Regions from separate parts of the Mus musculus genome. Here all the other regions are linked to region 1. A link is a contact called in public promoter capture Hi-C data. All regions are on one chromosome and are shown on one strand. The core of a region is the stretch at or near the end of the contact, and the rest is flanking DNA. Distances in the headings are between cores, read along the strand shown.

The links. Promoter capture Hi-C pulls out the DNA fragments that hold promoters and counts their contacts. Capture Hi-C pulls out chosen DNA fragments and counts their contacts.
Region 2: a contact with region 1 is called in a promoter capture Hi-C map of pre-B cells, with 5 times the contacts expected there. The contact joins the promoter of Galnt2 here to the promoter of Map1lc3b in region 1. A contact is called at or near these places in 2 of 39 promoter capture datasets (liver and pre-B cells) and 1 of 115 datasets of contacts at active chromatin or transcription factors (embryonic stem cells).
Region 3: a promoter capture Hi-C map of liver shows a contact between it and region 1, with 5 times the contacts expected there. The contact joins the promoter of Urb2 here to the promoter of Map1lc3b in region 1. A contact is called at or near these places in 2 of 39 promoter capture datasets (embryonic stem cells and pre-B cells) and 2 of 9 other capture datasets (adipose tissue and liver).
Region 4: a contact with region 1 is called in a promoter capture Hi-C map of pre-B cells, with 2.9 times the contacts expected there. The contact joins the promoter of Nup133 here to the promoter of Map1lc3b in region 1. A contact is called at or near these places in 1 of 39 promoter capture datasets (pre-B cells) and 2 of 9 other capture datasets (adipose tissue and liver).
Region 5: a promoter capture Hi-C map of pre-B cells shows a contact between it and region 1, with 2.9 times the contacts expected there. The contact joins the promoter of Dnaaf1 here to the promoter of Map1lc3b in region 1. A contact is called at or near these places in 1 of 39 promoter capture datasets (pre-B cells), 1 of 484 Hi-C or Micro-C datasets (CD4 T cells), 1 of 115 datasets of contacts at active chromatin or transcription factors (thymic regulatory T cells) and 1 of 9 other capture datasets (liver).

The regions. Positions count from the first base shown.
Region 1 is chr8:121,589,134-121,591,707 of GRCm38.p6, reverse strand. Map1lc3b (microtubule-associated protein 1 light chain 3 beta) reads right to left here and starts at 1,270. Exons shown (of 4, transcript NM_026160.5): 1 at 1,144-1,270. The coding sequence starts at 1,183.
Region 2 is chr8:124,230,107-124,232,680 of GRCm38.p6, reverse strand. Galnt2 (polypeptide N-acetylgalactosaminyltransferase 2) reads right to left here and starts at 1,287. Exons shown (of 16, transcript NM_139272.2): 1 at 1,032-1,287. The coding sequence starts at 1,154.
Region 3 is chr8:124,020,223-124,022,796 of GRCm38.p6, reverse strand. It overlaps Urb2 (URB2 ribosome biogenesis 2 homolog (S. cerevisiae)), which reads right to left and starts at 1,300. Exons shown (of 10, transcript NM_001368414.1): 1 at 1,271-1,300. It overlaps Taf5l (TATA-box binding protein associated factor 5 like), which reads left to right and starts at 1,400. Exons shown (of 5, transcript NM_133966.3): 1 at 1,400-1,608. Mir1967 (microRNA 1967) reads right to left here and starts at 156; the gene lies at 75-156.
Region 4 is chr8:123,947,971-123,950,544 of GRCm38.p6, reverse strand. It overlaps Nup133 (nucleoporin 133), which reads left to right and starts at 1,280. Exons shown (of 26, transcript NM_172288.2): 1 at 1,280-1,547. The coding sequence starts at 1,369.
Region 5 is chr8:119,573,942-119,576,515 of GRCm38.p6, reverse strand. Dnaaf1 (dynein, axonemal assembly factor 1) reads right to left here and starts at 1,281. Exons shown (of 12, transcript NM_026648.4): 1 at 1,049-1,281. The coding sequence starts at 1,154. Hsdl1 (hydroxysteroid dehydrogenase like 1) reads left to right here and starts at 1,341. Exons shown (of 5, transcript NM_175185.5): 1 at 1,341-1,424.

The DNA.
Region 1 (2,574 bases), core at 21-2,520:
CACCCCAGAAAAACTCAGTGGAACCACTTGAGAAGCCTGAAATCACGTGATCAGTTCTAAACTTGGGAAATTGGGCGCGTCCTTCTAAGAATCTGCAAGCCTACACGGGCCTCCTGGCTGCCAGTCTCCTTCCTTACAGCACTGGGGATGATCGCTGCTTACTGGAAGTGTAAGAATTTATAACAGAAAGCTAATGGGACTCTGCCACTAGGCGGACCCTGAGCTTCACCGCCCTAAGCCCCACCCAGGTGCTTCAGCTACAAAGGGTCGGTTTGGGGTGAGCCCTACCTAAATCCATCCACCTTGTAAACATTCCCGCAGTCTGGATAGTGGAAACTCTAGAGCTCCAACCTAAATCCCTCCAAACTCACTGGAAAGGAGCAAGACCGGTCCTGGCCTCCTCAAAGGGGCCGCTTTGAACATCTGTGTGGGGAACCTCTCAACTGTCAGTGCCCACCAGTTTAGGTCCAATAAAGTCAAAAAGCAAAGGAAAGCCGCAGCAATCGGATGCCCGCGCTTTCTTCAGAATAGCTGGGTTAGGGAGAGAGGGAAGGCAATCTAGAGAAAAACAATCGCAAGCCAGATGGAGCTTCGGAGAGATTACCCCCGGCCACTCTGGGGACCCGCGTCAGAGCTAATGTTTGTGCACGGCTCATTTTCCCCAACCCACACTCCTTTCTTGAGGGCTGTTCCAGAATAACTTAAGATCAGTACAAGCAAACAAAACAAAACAGCTGTTAAGTTTCCGTTATGAGACAAAGGCCACCCCCCCCTCCACACACACACATATGCCCAAGACGACTTCGGGTGCAAAGGCGGCTGGGTGCTGCTCCGAGGCTTGCGGGGCGCCCGGACCTGGGGCCCACGAAGGACACAGCCAAGCGCGCAGAGCCTGCGGTACCCTACGCCACCGGGGTCGGGCCTCCAGTCCCGCAGGGGACGCCGAGCCCATCGGCGACCGACGGCCAAGGCGACGCTGAGCACCCGAGCTACCCCGGAGACCGAACCCCCCCGAGACCAATATCCCACTGGCTGCGTCGCTCCGGGCCCCGCCGGGTCTCGGCCCCGCAAGACACCACCGGCGTCCGGGCATTCAGCGCTCCCGGCACCCGGATCTCCCATCCCCGGGCCCGCGGGGCTCACCAAAGCTCCGGCGCTGCTTGAAGGTCTTCTCGGACGGCATGGCGCGCGGGGGTCCCGAGCCAGACGATCTGACTCCGGCGACGATCACTTCCCTTGTGTGTGTCTCAGTCCGCAGCCGAGTCAGGTGACTCGCGGCGCGTCACCGAGGGTGGGGCCGAGGGCGGCCCCCGAGAGCGGCCATGACAGGCGTGGCGGAAGCTCGGCGGCGCGCAAGCGTGCACGCGCCCAAGCCATGCGCCTGCGCCTACGCCAGCTACGCTGGGCGCTCGCTGGGCACACGCTGGGCGAGCATCTGTTAACTGTCTGCGTGGGTCGGGCGCTGGTGCGATGGAGTCCTGCAGACTTCATTCCCCTTCAGTCCTTGCATGATCCAGCTGGTGGTCCAATGTCCGCTCCCTTGCCGCTGTATTTGATATTCCTAAATTCTACCCACCCCCAACCCAAATAACAAAAAACTGACTTGTGGTCTTGCCTGCTAAATCTTTACGATTATGGAGACGTCTGGAGACTTATGGTTGGATCTGATCTTGTGGCTCTTCCCCTGCGAGTCTTGTGCTGCCATAAACACAAGTATTTACTCCTAAGTCGAAGTCGCAGAGAAGCAAGGTCTTAGGGACTACAGACTTGTCACTGGAGGGCAAGATCAATGACTTGTTCCAGCAAAAAGAAAGACGATGACAACACCTGCTGTGCAACCTGTCCACTCTCTCTTCCCATAAAAGCCCTTTTATGTGTCTGAGCTTGCTGAGCATGGAATTTGAGGGGCATGGCTCACCTATCTTTCCAGGGTGCTAGCCCATGTGTGCCCTCATTTCCTTACTACCACCTATCACGTTTTTTGTTTTTTTAGATTTTTTTGGTTGGTGAGCAATCAGACTGTGTCCAGGAACTGCAGCAGAGGCCTGATCCCGACAGGATCCACCTTGGAAAGCCACAGAGCACAGTTCTGTCCCAAGAGCTTTATCTCAGCTGTCCCTTCTCAGACAGATCCTTCTACCTCAGGTGACCCCAGGGTGGCTTTATCACAGGCATGTCCTCACTTTGACTCCTGCTGAGCCTGGGCCTGATTACAGGCTAGGACAGGTTTCAGTCTCCTCAGGCCAGGCCAATGGTCAGTCAGCCACGGTTTAGCACTTTCTCTGGGCCTCAAGCTACTTCCTATCTTCAGTTTGTAGGAGCAGGTGACAGACAGGTCTAGAGTGTGGAGCAGCCACCTCACCCCCATCCCACCCCCAGTGATGCCACATCTGAGCCAGCCTTGTGACCCTGCAGACCTACCACCTGACACTGTACTATCCCTACAGCCCAGACTTCCTCCTTTAAATGGAAATAACCTTCTTCAAGTGCTGTTTGTCCAAGGGATCTTCTACATCTCTGTGACCGGGAAAAGCTGAAAACACATTATGGAGTGAAATCCTGAGGGCTGGTTAC
Region 2 (2,574 bases), core at 38-2,537, 2.6 Mb before region 1:
CCCCTATCTCCCTAAGCCGCGATCTACCTCCATTCTTTTCTGGTCGTGTACTGTTACTCAAAATCAAGTAAGGAGGGCTACAAATCTTTGGAAAAGATAACTATATTTCGAAGCTCGTTAGCTAGTAAAACACCACAAACCCCTCAGGAGAGAATACAACAGCCTAGACAGCACCAACCAAGGCAAGGATCCCACGCTCGCTCGGTGTCCACTCGGTACCCAAGCCGAGATGACTGCCGAATCAGAACCTGTAAGCTCTAAGACTCCCGGCCTCACTACCGAACCCACCAGAGACACACACCGAGGAGGGACTTGGGGTTAGGAAATGCGGACTTGGGGTTAGGAAATGCAAGCGCAAAAGGCTAGGTAGTTCCCGCCGCCGTGAGCGGCCAAGGGCCGAGGTGGGCAGTGTAGCAAGTAGAACGGGAGGTCTGACAGAACCACGGTACGACCTCACTGCCGGGGTGCTGGATGGGGAGGATAGGGAGGGATCACGCCTCTGATCACTGGAGCACCAGGGTTCCAGCCCGACCAAGGTCCCCAAGATCTGGGCGCAAGACGAGAGGGTCGCGGGTTCCAGTTGGGCGGAATGTGGCTCGGGGAGCACCGGGTTTCGGGTGACAACGATCCCCAAGATCCCGGAGCAGGGAGTGGGGCTCCGGGGTGATCTGGGCGGAGTACGGAGCAGGGGGCAGGGAGTCCGGCGGAAGGGTTGTCCCTATGATCCCGGCACAGGGAGTGGAGCGCAGTGTCGCCAGCGAGATAACAGCCTCCAAGATCCTGGCGCAGGGCGGTACGTGGCTCCGGGTGCCCGCGCCCCGCATGCGGGAGGCAAGTCGCTGCACCCAGAGCCGCGGGTGAGCCGGACAGGGCCGGAGCTCGCGCCGCTGGCCTGAGGGCCCGGAGAAAACTTGAGGCGCGCGTCCCGGCCAGGGTCCCCACATCTGCTGCCCCGAGCCGGGGAGCACTCTCGGTGCACGGCGCCTCCCCGCTGCAGGCCCGGGTCGGCGCACAGGCCTCGCGGCACTCACCTTCCTGCCGGCGCCGCCCCCGCCCGCGGCCAGCGCGGAGCCGCCCCCCGAGTACATGTAGTAGGCGATGCCCAGGACCCAGAGCAGCGCGAAGCACAGCAGCATCCGCGAGCGCCGCCGCATCCTCGCTCTGGGCGGCCGCCGGGCAGCCTGGCGGCGCGGCGGGCGGAGCGCGCGGCGGGCGGAGCTCGGGGCGGCGGCGCGGGAAGACGCGGCGCTCGGCGGGCGGCGCTCGGCGCTCGGCGCTCGGCGCCCGGCAGGAAGCGGCGGCCCAGCGGCGGGGTCAGGGAGCAAAGGGCGACCAATCGACGCTGAGGGGCGGGCGCGGGGGCGGAGCCGAGTCTCCATGGCAGCGGCGCCCCGCCCACTGCGCGCCCCCGGGAGTGGCAGGTGGAGGCAGCGGGCGCGGACGCGCGGTTCCCCAAAGACTTGGAATGGGCCAGTCTGCAGAGATCGCCCCGGCCCGCCATCCGTCACATTCACTATTTGGGCAATAGTGGGTTCTTGGGTTTTTATTTTTTATTTGTGCTTTCTCTTTTTTAATATAAGGTCTCATCCTATAATCCAGACTGACCTCGAACTCACCATCCAGCCCATGCTGGCCTCAATCTCGCAGCACTCCTTTTGCATCAGACTTCTGAGTCCTGGGATAACAGGAATGCACTGCCCTGTGGTCTGAACAAGACTAAGACAGGGAAGGTAGATTTCAAGGCGCTTGCTTGTAAGGATGACCCTTCCTGCTCTTAAAAGCAAAATGGAATGGTGGTGGTTTTAAATAAACGTGAAAAAGAGGGGAGATAGATGGTAATTTATGTTTTTAAATCTTTTCGGTTTTTTATTGGTTGCTTTCTTGAAGGAATGAGGTGAGCATAGTAACCCACTTAATAGAGCAGGCAGCAGCGAGTTCCCTGACAGCAGCTCTGGTGACTGTAACCTTGTCCATGACCTTGTGACTCTAAGTCCCTGTGTCTGGAAAAGAATTTCCAGTACTTGAGAGCCTGCAAATATTTCTGAGATCTGCCCACACTGCAGGAGGAAGGAACTCCCTGGGCGGCAGTCTGCCCAATCCTGAACAAAGAGCACCGCAAGCCTTGGGCTACCAGGATTCTGAGCCTCACCTGAACTTCAGACTTCTCAGAAGTGAGAAGGGAAAGCCTCTTAGTTCCACCAGACACCCCATTCCTGAAGACACCCCATTCCTGAAGACATCCCATTCCACCAGGCACCCCATTCCACCAGGCACCCCATTCTGCAAACACCCTTCACAGAAGACAGGTTTCTCATACCCTAAGAAGTTCCGTTCCAAGTACTAGAATCCGAGCACTGTACTGACCAGGGAAGAGATTTGTAAAATACTGAAGAGATGACAGGCTTGAAAACACCCAAGAGTCTTGGGGACAGTCAGATAAGTGGGAACAACTGTTGCCCCTCAGAGGCCTGGGAGTGAAGGGAAAGAAGAGGAAGCAGGACAAACCCCAAAGAGCAGGAAAGAGACAAGCAAGTGGCCCCTCCCCCAGCATAGCATCAGCATCAGTATCTGTTG
Region 3 (2,574 bases), core at 51-2,550, 2.4 Mb before region 1:
TAAAGAACACTTGTGACTCCTGTAGAGAGCCCGAGTCCAGTTCCTAGCACCCACAACGATCTGTAAGTCAATTTCCAGGGAATTCTGCATCTTCTCCCCAGGATCCTCATGAATGTCAGACAAAAGGAGCAAAGAGAGAAAGAAACAGAATTCAGGCATTAATTTCAATAAAAATGCTCTTACTTCTACTGTAACAGTAACTCGTCACACACAGCTACAGTAGACAAAAACCATATACAATCTTTAAAATCCCAAGTAACAAAGGAAAGGATACATTAACAACCTACACTTGCTATGAAACCCAGCTAAACCTTTTGAGTTTTTAAAAGTCATAAAGTTTGTTTCCATTATGGTAAACAACTTAGCTTAAACCCTGACAGAACATTCACCACGCTGCTGTGTTGAGGCAAGAGACTGTGCACTTTGGAAAGCTTACTACAGGCCTTCAGAACTGAGAGGCCTCCCTTCCTGTCCTCGCCCTCTGACTACCTCGGGAAGGGTTTAGGGCAGGGTTTTTCCACCTGCGGGTCACACGCCCACAAGATTGCAAACCAGGTATTTATTCACATTATGCTTCCAACAGTAGGAAAATTGCAATTATAATATAGCAACAAAATAACTTCATGGCGGGGGGGGGGGGGGCGTGTCACCACAACATGAACAAAGGGTTGCAGGATTAGGAAGGTTGAGAATCAATGTTCTAGGGGGCTGGAAAGATGACTCCGTGGTTAGGATTACTTACTGCTGTTCCAGAGAACCCAGGTTCGAGTCCCAATATCCCACATCTTGGCTCACAACCACCACTCCAGTTCTAGAGGAACGCCCCTCTTTTATCCTCTGCGGGTGTACATAAAACACCCATACAAATAAAAAGTTTGGTTTTGGTGGTGGTGGTGGTGGTGGTGGTGGTGGTGGTGGTGGTGGTGGAGGAGGAGGAGGAGGAGGAGGTGGTGGTTCTAGTTTATCATGATACCTTCAAATCCTACTACCTGGATCGGGGCTCCCTCGAGTCCGAGCTCCGTGTAGGAGATCGGGGTGCTCTCTAACGTGGGTCTCCCTCAGATCAAGGTTCTCTCAAGTGGAGCTCCTTCAGTTCGGGGTAAAGCAGTTCAGAACCTCAAGCAGGGTTCCATAGCGGGAACTCCCTCGGGCAGAGGCTCCTCCGATCCCGGCTCTCCAGCCGGTTCCCTCCTGTTAGGACTGGTGTCCGCATCCGCCAAACTGGCGCCTCGGCGCAGAGGAAACCCAAACTCTCCAACCGTCCGCTCACCTGGGACCTCCACGGCGGCGAGCCACATGTGAGGGAGGCGCTTCCGGCAGACGTTGACGCCAACGGCTCGGGGCGGGGAGGGGCGTCACGCAGACATCGCTAGAGGAGCGCCGAGCGCGCCCTGGCCGCGGCGGCGTCGCGCGTCCGCGGCCTAGCCCGGCGTGCCCGCTCCGTCAGGCGGTCATGGGGCGGCCACCGAGAACCGCGAGCGCGGGAGGACGTAGGGCGCGGGGACCCGGCTAGCCGGTCGTCGTACGGAGTCCTACGGCGGGCAACCGATACGGAAGCAGCCGGTGCCGGGGCGGCGGCGGGGCAGCGGGAGCCGCCTGGGATGTTCAGTGAGTGCGGGCGGGGCGCGGGACAGGGCGGGGGGGGGGAGGGGACGCGGGGGAGGGGCCTCGGGCGGGAGAGCGCGCGCGCGCGCGCCCGCCCCTGCGCAGTCCCGGCCCTGCTCGCGCGCGCGCGGGTCCGAGCGACCCCGCACGTGGCGGCCCCGGCTGCACGCGCCCGGAGACCCCGCGGCCCCGCCGGGCGCCCTCGCGCGGAGCCAACTGCGAGCTCACGAGGGCGCTCGGCGGAAGTGGGCAGCGGACGGAGGGCTCGCGGCTGCCGCGGGGAGACGCGGCCCCGCGGACCTCGCAGGCGCTGTGGCTCCGGCGTCGAGAGGTGAGTTTTCCCCTTCGCCGGGACCGGCAGGTGGAGGATAGCCTCGGGGCTCTGCCGGGAGTCCCGTCCAGTCCGACCCGCCCTATTAGAAAGTGAAGTAGGAAGGGAGTCTGCCTTTCTCCAGGTTACAGACTTTTTGGCTGTAACCTGGGGCTGAGTGTCACGGATGGAGTTGGTGACCGCAGAGACTTAGAGTTGCAAGCCGTGTAGCAGGCGAGCTTGCTGCCTCGGTTTCTTCTCCTGTAAAATGGGAGGGTAATTTAAGCCCAGACTCTGCTGGTAGTGGTGGCGCACTCCGTAATCCCCACACTCTGTAGGCTGAGGCAGAAAGATTGCTGCGAATTGTTGGCCATCCTGGTGTACGAAGTGAGTTCTGCACCAGTCTAAACCACAGAGTGAGACTTGGTCTAAATACACGTGCATACACACACACATACACATATGAGAGCCTTGTTTTATGAACTATAAAGCGAATATTAAATCAGAAAACCCAAAATGTCAGTTTGTGCCTTCAGTATTTGCCATCAGTAATAAATAAATTTGGTTCGTGTGTTTTGGGACAGTCTTCCAACTGTGAGATTTGTGTGTACTTCTGTCACTGAAGAGAGGCAAAAACCTCTTCTGACTACTTAGTAACT
Region 4 (2,574 bases), core at 31-2,530, 2.4 Mb before region 1:
CCTCCCACTGTATTTACTTCTGATATGCCTAACAACCTTGTGTCCATAATGGTCTCTCAGGTAATTGGGTTTGTTTGTTGGCATTTGAGACAGTGTCTCATGTAGCCCAGGGTGGCTTTGAACAACTTCTGGTCCTACAGAGATTATAGGTGTGTGCAGCCACACCTGGCTCAAGTAGCTACTTCTAAATGCTTTTCTTTTTTTTTCCGAGTTCAATTCCCAGCACCCATGCTAGGTGGCGCACAACCCCCCTGTAACTAACTTCAGAGTCCAATGCCCTCCTTCTGGCTTTCTGAGCTCTTAAAAGATCAAAACTGCCCCAAGGAACTCGATGCCTCTATCAGCAGGAAGTAGTCTACGGATATCGAAGCCCCCTTTTCCTCTAGCCTTCTTTCTCCTACCTAGTGTTGGGGGGTTGAGAGGGAGACAAGTGGTAGAAATAGGAACCCATAAAGTGGTCAAAAGTCTGGCTACAATGTTGTCTAAGTGGGACACAATGAAAAAACCGAAAAGGAAAGGCCACCCGAAGTAACAAGGGACCTCACAAGTTCAGCAAGGGTCCCTGGGCAGTTATCAGCCCTGAATATTTACAAACTCTAGTACAGCCTCGGGCTAATCTCAGTTCACTGTTTAGTAATGTGGGGAGCAGAATGGAAAAGACACCCCCATACACACACTACGGTCTTCCGAAACAGCCGCAGAGGACTAACAGAACTGTGTGCACGCCTGCTATCGGCTTCTACTAGGGTCTGGAACTTCAGGGGCAGCGATGAGAGTGAACATGCCCGGGGACTGGGGGCACTGTCATTTCCGAATCTCCGGCAGTAGGACAGACCCATCAAAATGCAAGCTGTGCCTGGAAAGCAAAAAGCTGCAACCCGCTGCAGAGCCCAGACAATCGAACGAAGAACAAGCCTGAACCGATCTGAATTAGGTTGGGAAAAACTGTGAGCACACCACCGCCGCCCAGAGCGCGACTTCCTCAGCTCCGCCCACGGGCGCCTCCTTCCCCAGCCCACGCTCGCCGCGGAGGGTCAGCTCCAGCCGGAGACCGGCGCTTCTGGCAAGCTCTCGGTCCGGAGCACTGGATCCACCGCGGTGAATCGGGTCGCAGGACTCCAAATCGCCTGCCCCGCCCCTCCCCGGTACTGGATGTGACGTCAACAAAGCGCTCCCAGTTCCGACCTTGCCCCGAGTCTCGGCGCCGATCTTTGACGTCATTGCCATGCGCCTTCCCCTCCCTACTCGCTGAGCGCCCCCTTACGTCATCTCTAGGCGCCTTCCCGCCCCTCAGGTGTTCAAGCTCCGGGCGCGCGAGGTTCTCGCTATTAGCCCGCGAGTGCCGCTTCCTCCACGCTCTCTGCAAACATGTTTCCGAGCGTCTCCTCTCCGCGAACCCCAGGGCCGGGGACCCGACGCGGTCCGCTAGTCGGGATCGGGCCCACGTCCACGCCTAGAGCGAGCAGGAGGGGTCTGTCTCTGGGATCTGCGGTTAACTCGCCCGTGCTGTTCTCGCCCGCAGGCCGGCGCAGCTCGGTGAGCTCACGGTAAGTGGGGGTTCGGGGACCAGCGGGGTCCGCTCCACAGCGGGGAGGTGGAGCCTGGCAGTGGGGTAAGCTGCCGCAGAGTTCGAAAGTACTTCTGGTCATTCTCGCGTTTTATTGTCGCTGCTTAATGGTGGCCCTCGTTTTGCCCGTTCTCTGTTTAACTCTTTATTGGACCCATGGATTCACTCTGTCTCCGCGCTACAGAAAAGAATGAAAGAACCTTTTGAGCACTACGCTTGCAAGGTAGGAACATACTTCAGATTATTGTAAAGATTAAAAAGTCATTTCTTTATTATGTTGACACAGGTCAGTGTCGGGCTGCTGTTTGTTTAAAGTTGTGGTTTGACTCTGTGGCGTTTGACACGAGTAACATTTGGTCTGGTGTAGTCTTTTTGTGATATAGTGTAGGAATGCAGCCTGGAACTCAGTCCTGTCCACTTTGGGACAGCCCATGCTACGTACCCTAGGCTGACTTTGCTCAATCCACTTTTAAGATTCTTCTATTTCAAGCATGCAGTAGCTTGTCTGGCTACCATCATTTTGTTTAACACTTCCAGCTTTAAGTCAGGATCTCAGCATCTCAGGATTCAGTACACCTATCTGAGTCATGGTAAGAGCCTACAAACCTGGCAAAAATGTTTTCTCAGTGCCTAGCAAATGCTTATTACTACATACTGATTGGCAGTTAAAGGACTTGGGCCACAAAATGTGATGGTTGTGACTAGGTTACATAAAAGCACTTTGTGTGTGTGTGTGTGTGTGTGTGTGTGTGTGAGAGAGAGAGAGAGAGAGCGTGCTTCACTAAAGATGCTGGTGTGCTGCCAAGTCCACATGTATAGTAGAATTGTTACCCTCCTCAATGTAATTAACACGAAAATTCAGAATTGGGTTACCTTTTTCTAGAAGAATTTCTTCTGTTCATCTTTCAAAAGTGAATTTCTGGGATGGAAAGATGGCTCTGGGGATAAGAGCACTTGCTTTTCGATATCTATCTATCTATCATACAATCATATATATATATATACAC
Region 5 (2,574 bases), core at 32-2,531, 2.0 Mb after region 1:
CCTCTCTCTTTCTAAAAAGATTTATTTTATTTATATGAGTACATTGTATCTGTCTTCAGACCCACCAGAAGAGGCCATGGATCCTATTATAGTTGTGAACCACCACGTGGTTGCAGGGAATTGAACTCAGGACGTTTGGAAGAGCAGTCAGTGTTCTTAACCGCTGAGCCAACTTTCCAGCCCGCAAGCCCATTTCTCTTACCAGGGACAGCAGAAGGGCAGCTCTGGGACAGGGCAAGAGCTCTGTCTCTCCCCACTTTGGTTCAGAGATAACTGTGATGCAGTTTGCTGTGTAAATCTCCCCCCTACCCCTTTTGCCAGGTGTGAGCACCTACAGTTCCCACTCCTGTAAACGTGTTTAATTGCTCAAAGTGTAACTTAGGGGCGGCAACATAAAAACAACTCACTGATAAAAGCACACACAAGAACAGGGTGTGATCAGTTTGATCGCTCAAACCTGTGTAAAAGAAGCAAGCTTTGTTCTGGGCTGGTCTCTCCTTGGATGTTAGAACCCTGTGCACACTATTAAATATGAAAGACATTTTCCAGGGCCTGGAGAGATGGCTCAGCGGGTAAGAGTACTGACTGCTCTACAGAAGGTTCCGAGAGTTCAAGTCCCAGCAATCACATGGTTGATCTTAACCTCTGCATGTATGTACTTCTGAGATTCAAACTCAGGTCTGGAGGATTGTGTTGCAAGCACTTTTACCCTGCAAGGCGCCTCTAGAAGCCTTAGATAAATGTAACGTCAAGAGCTGATGAACTCTCTGTACTTGTGGTTTGTTGAATGACGCTGAACACTGTTTGGGAACTGTGTCTTACACTCATTGCAAACAATTCCCAGCCACAGGAAGGTATCTAATAAATTATCATGGAATAAATAATGGGTCTTCTATATGTACTGGATTGATCATATCAATAAAGGTGCTGTTCTTGTAGCTGTATGGATGGGTATGTGTGAGGGGTGCTGGTTGTCCCCAGCTGAGTGAAATGGGCATGTGTGAGGGACACGAGCCCTCGCCCCTTTGGCTTCCCAGCGCTAAGGCACCTTCTTTACGGATCCCTGGCCCCGCGTCGCCGTGATCGCCTGCCGACTCCTCCAGACTGGGCTCCGCCACGCTGTCCACCGGCGGCTCAGAGACTTCGGGGTGCATGCTCACTCCTGGCCCGACCACTCAGCCCTAATACTCTACGGTCCGCGTCGTTGGCTGTCCAACGCTTTCCCGGTCGCCGCGGCAACCAGTGCGCACGCGCAGTCAGTTACGCCGCCGAGGGCGGGCCTAGCCGAGGGGGGGCCACGGGGGAAACTGCACCCGGGCGCGTGCGCGGATCACGTGGGTAGCGGACCTGCGGTGGTGTCCCGGGGCGGCGGCCGCGCGGGCAGCGGGCGGGACGGGCTTCGGAGACCGCGCCTCTCGCTGCAGGTATTGCGCCCGCGCCCCTCACGCCCCTCGCGCCCCGCTTCCGTCCCTGGCCACGCCCCCTGGACCCCGACCCTCGGGAACGCCCTCCCCCCCGCCGCGCCCCGTAGCGGGGAACTCTGGTTCCGCGCTCTAGGCAGCCGCTCAGCTCCCTGAGCAGGTGTCCCGGGCCTGGTCCTCGGCAGGAGGCTCGCACAGGCGACACGCCCCGGGACGGCCCTTTTGTCGGTGTCTCTTTATCCTCCTTTATTCCTGGTCGCTAGGTCTAAGTAGGTTCTAAGTCTCAGGACTGATGCAGAATGGCCGCGCTGCTGAAGAAAGCGCGCAGCTTCTGCAGAGCCCGGTGGGTTTTGCAGAGTCGCTGGGCCGTGCCCGGCGCCACTGGGGAGGGATGGGACACTAGCAGGGAGTCCCTGTTCTGCTACCAGGACTCAGCCGCACCCCTGGGCGGTGACCGCAGCGGGTTCGGGTTCCCACGGGGAGTCTCAACGACCACCTGCCAGGGCTCTGGGCCGAGCCTTCGCTGAGATCCTGGGATGTCGTTGCGTCCGTTTCCTTCCTCTTGTGTAGTACACCCGGGTGCGATTGAGGAAGGGGATAAAGTGAAGCCGCGGGGACAGCGCTCTTAGCTTCTTCATAAACTCGGGTCAGTACGAATAGGGGTCGCTAGCATCGAACCCTGAGCGATGATCCTGCCTAGTGGCTCCGGTTTATTGAGGGGTGGCGGGAAGGCACTGTTGCAAATGCTTTTTATGCGTCACCTCATCGAATTCTCGTTGTAGGGGAGAAGCGTTAGCCGCTTTTTACAGGTGGTGGTGTTGTAACTTCATTCCCAAGGGTGGGATGGCTTTTTCAGAGTGACCCTAGTCATTGCTAAAATATTACAGACGCGCCATGTCCAACGTTACTTTATCAGTGGAGGGTGTGTGTGTGTGTTGGGGCGGGGGGAGTGTTGTTTATTTATGTGTGGGTGTGGAGGCTACGGGTCAGTGTCTGTCACTTGCAACCTTATTTTTCGAGAAAACGTCTCTCACAGAACTCAAGAGTTTTCTTTATGTTTGACTGACTGACTGGCCCCCAGGGTCCTCTCGTCTGCTCCTTTCTTCCCAATACTGAAATTACAAATTGGTTCTGCTTACATACCCACTCTTAG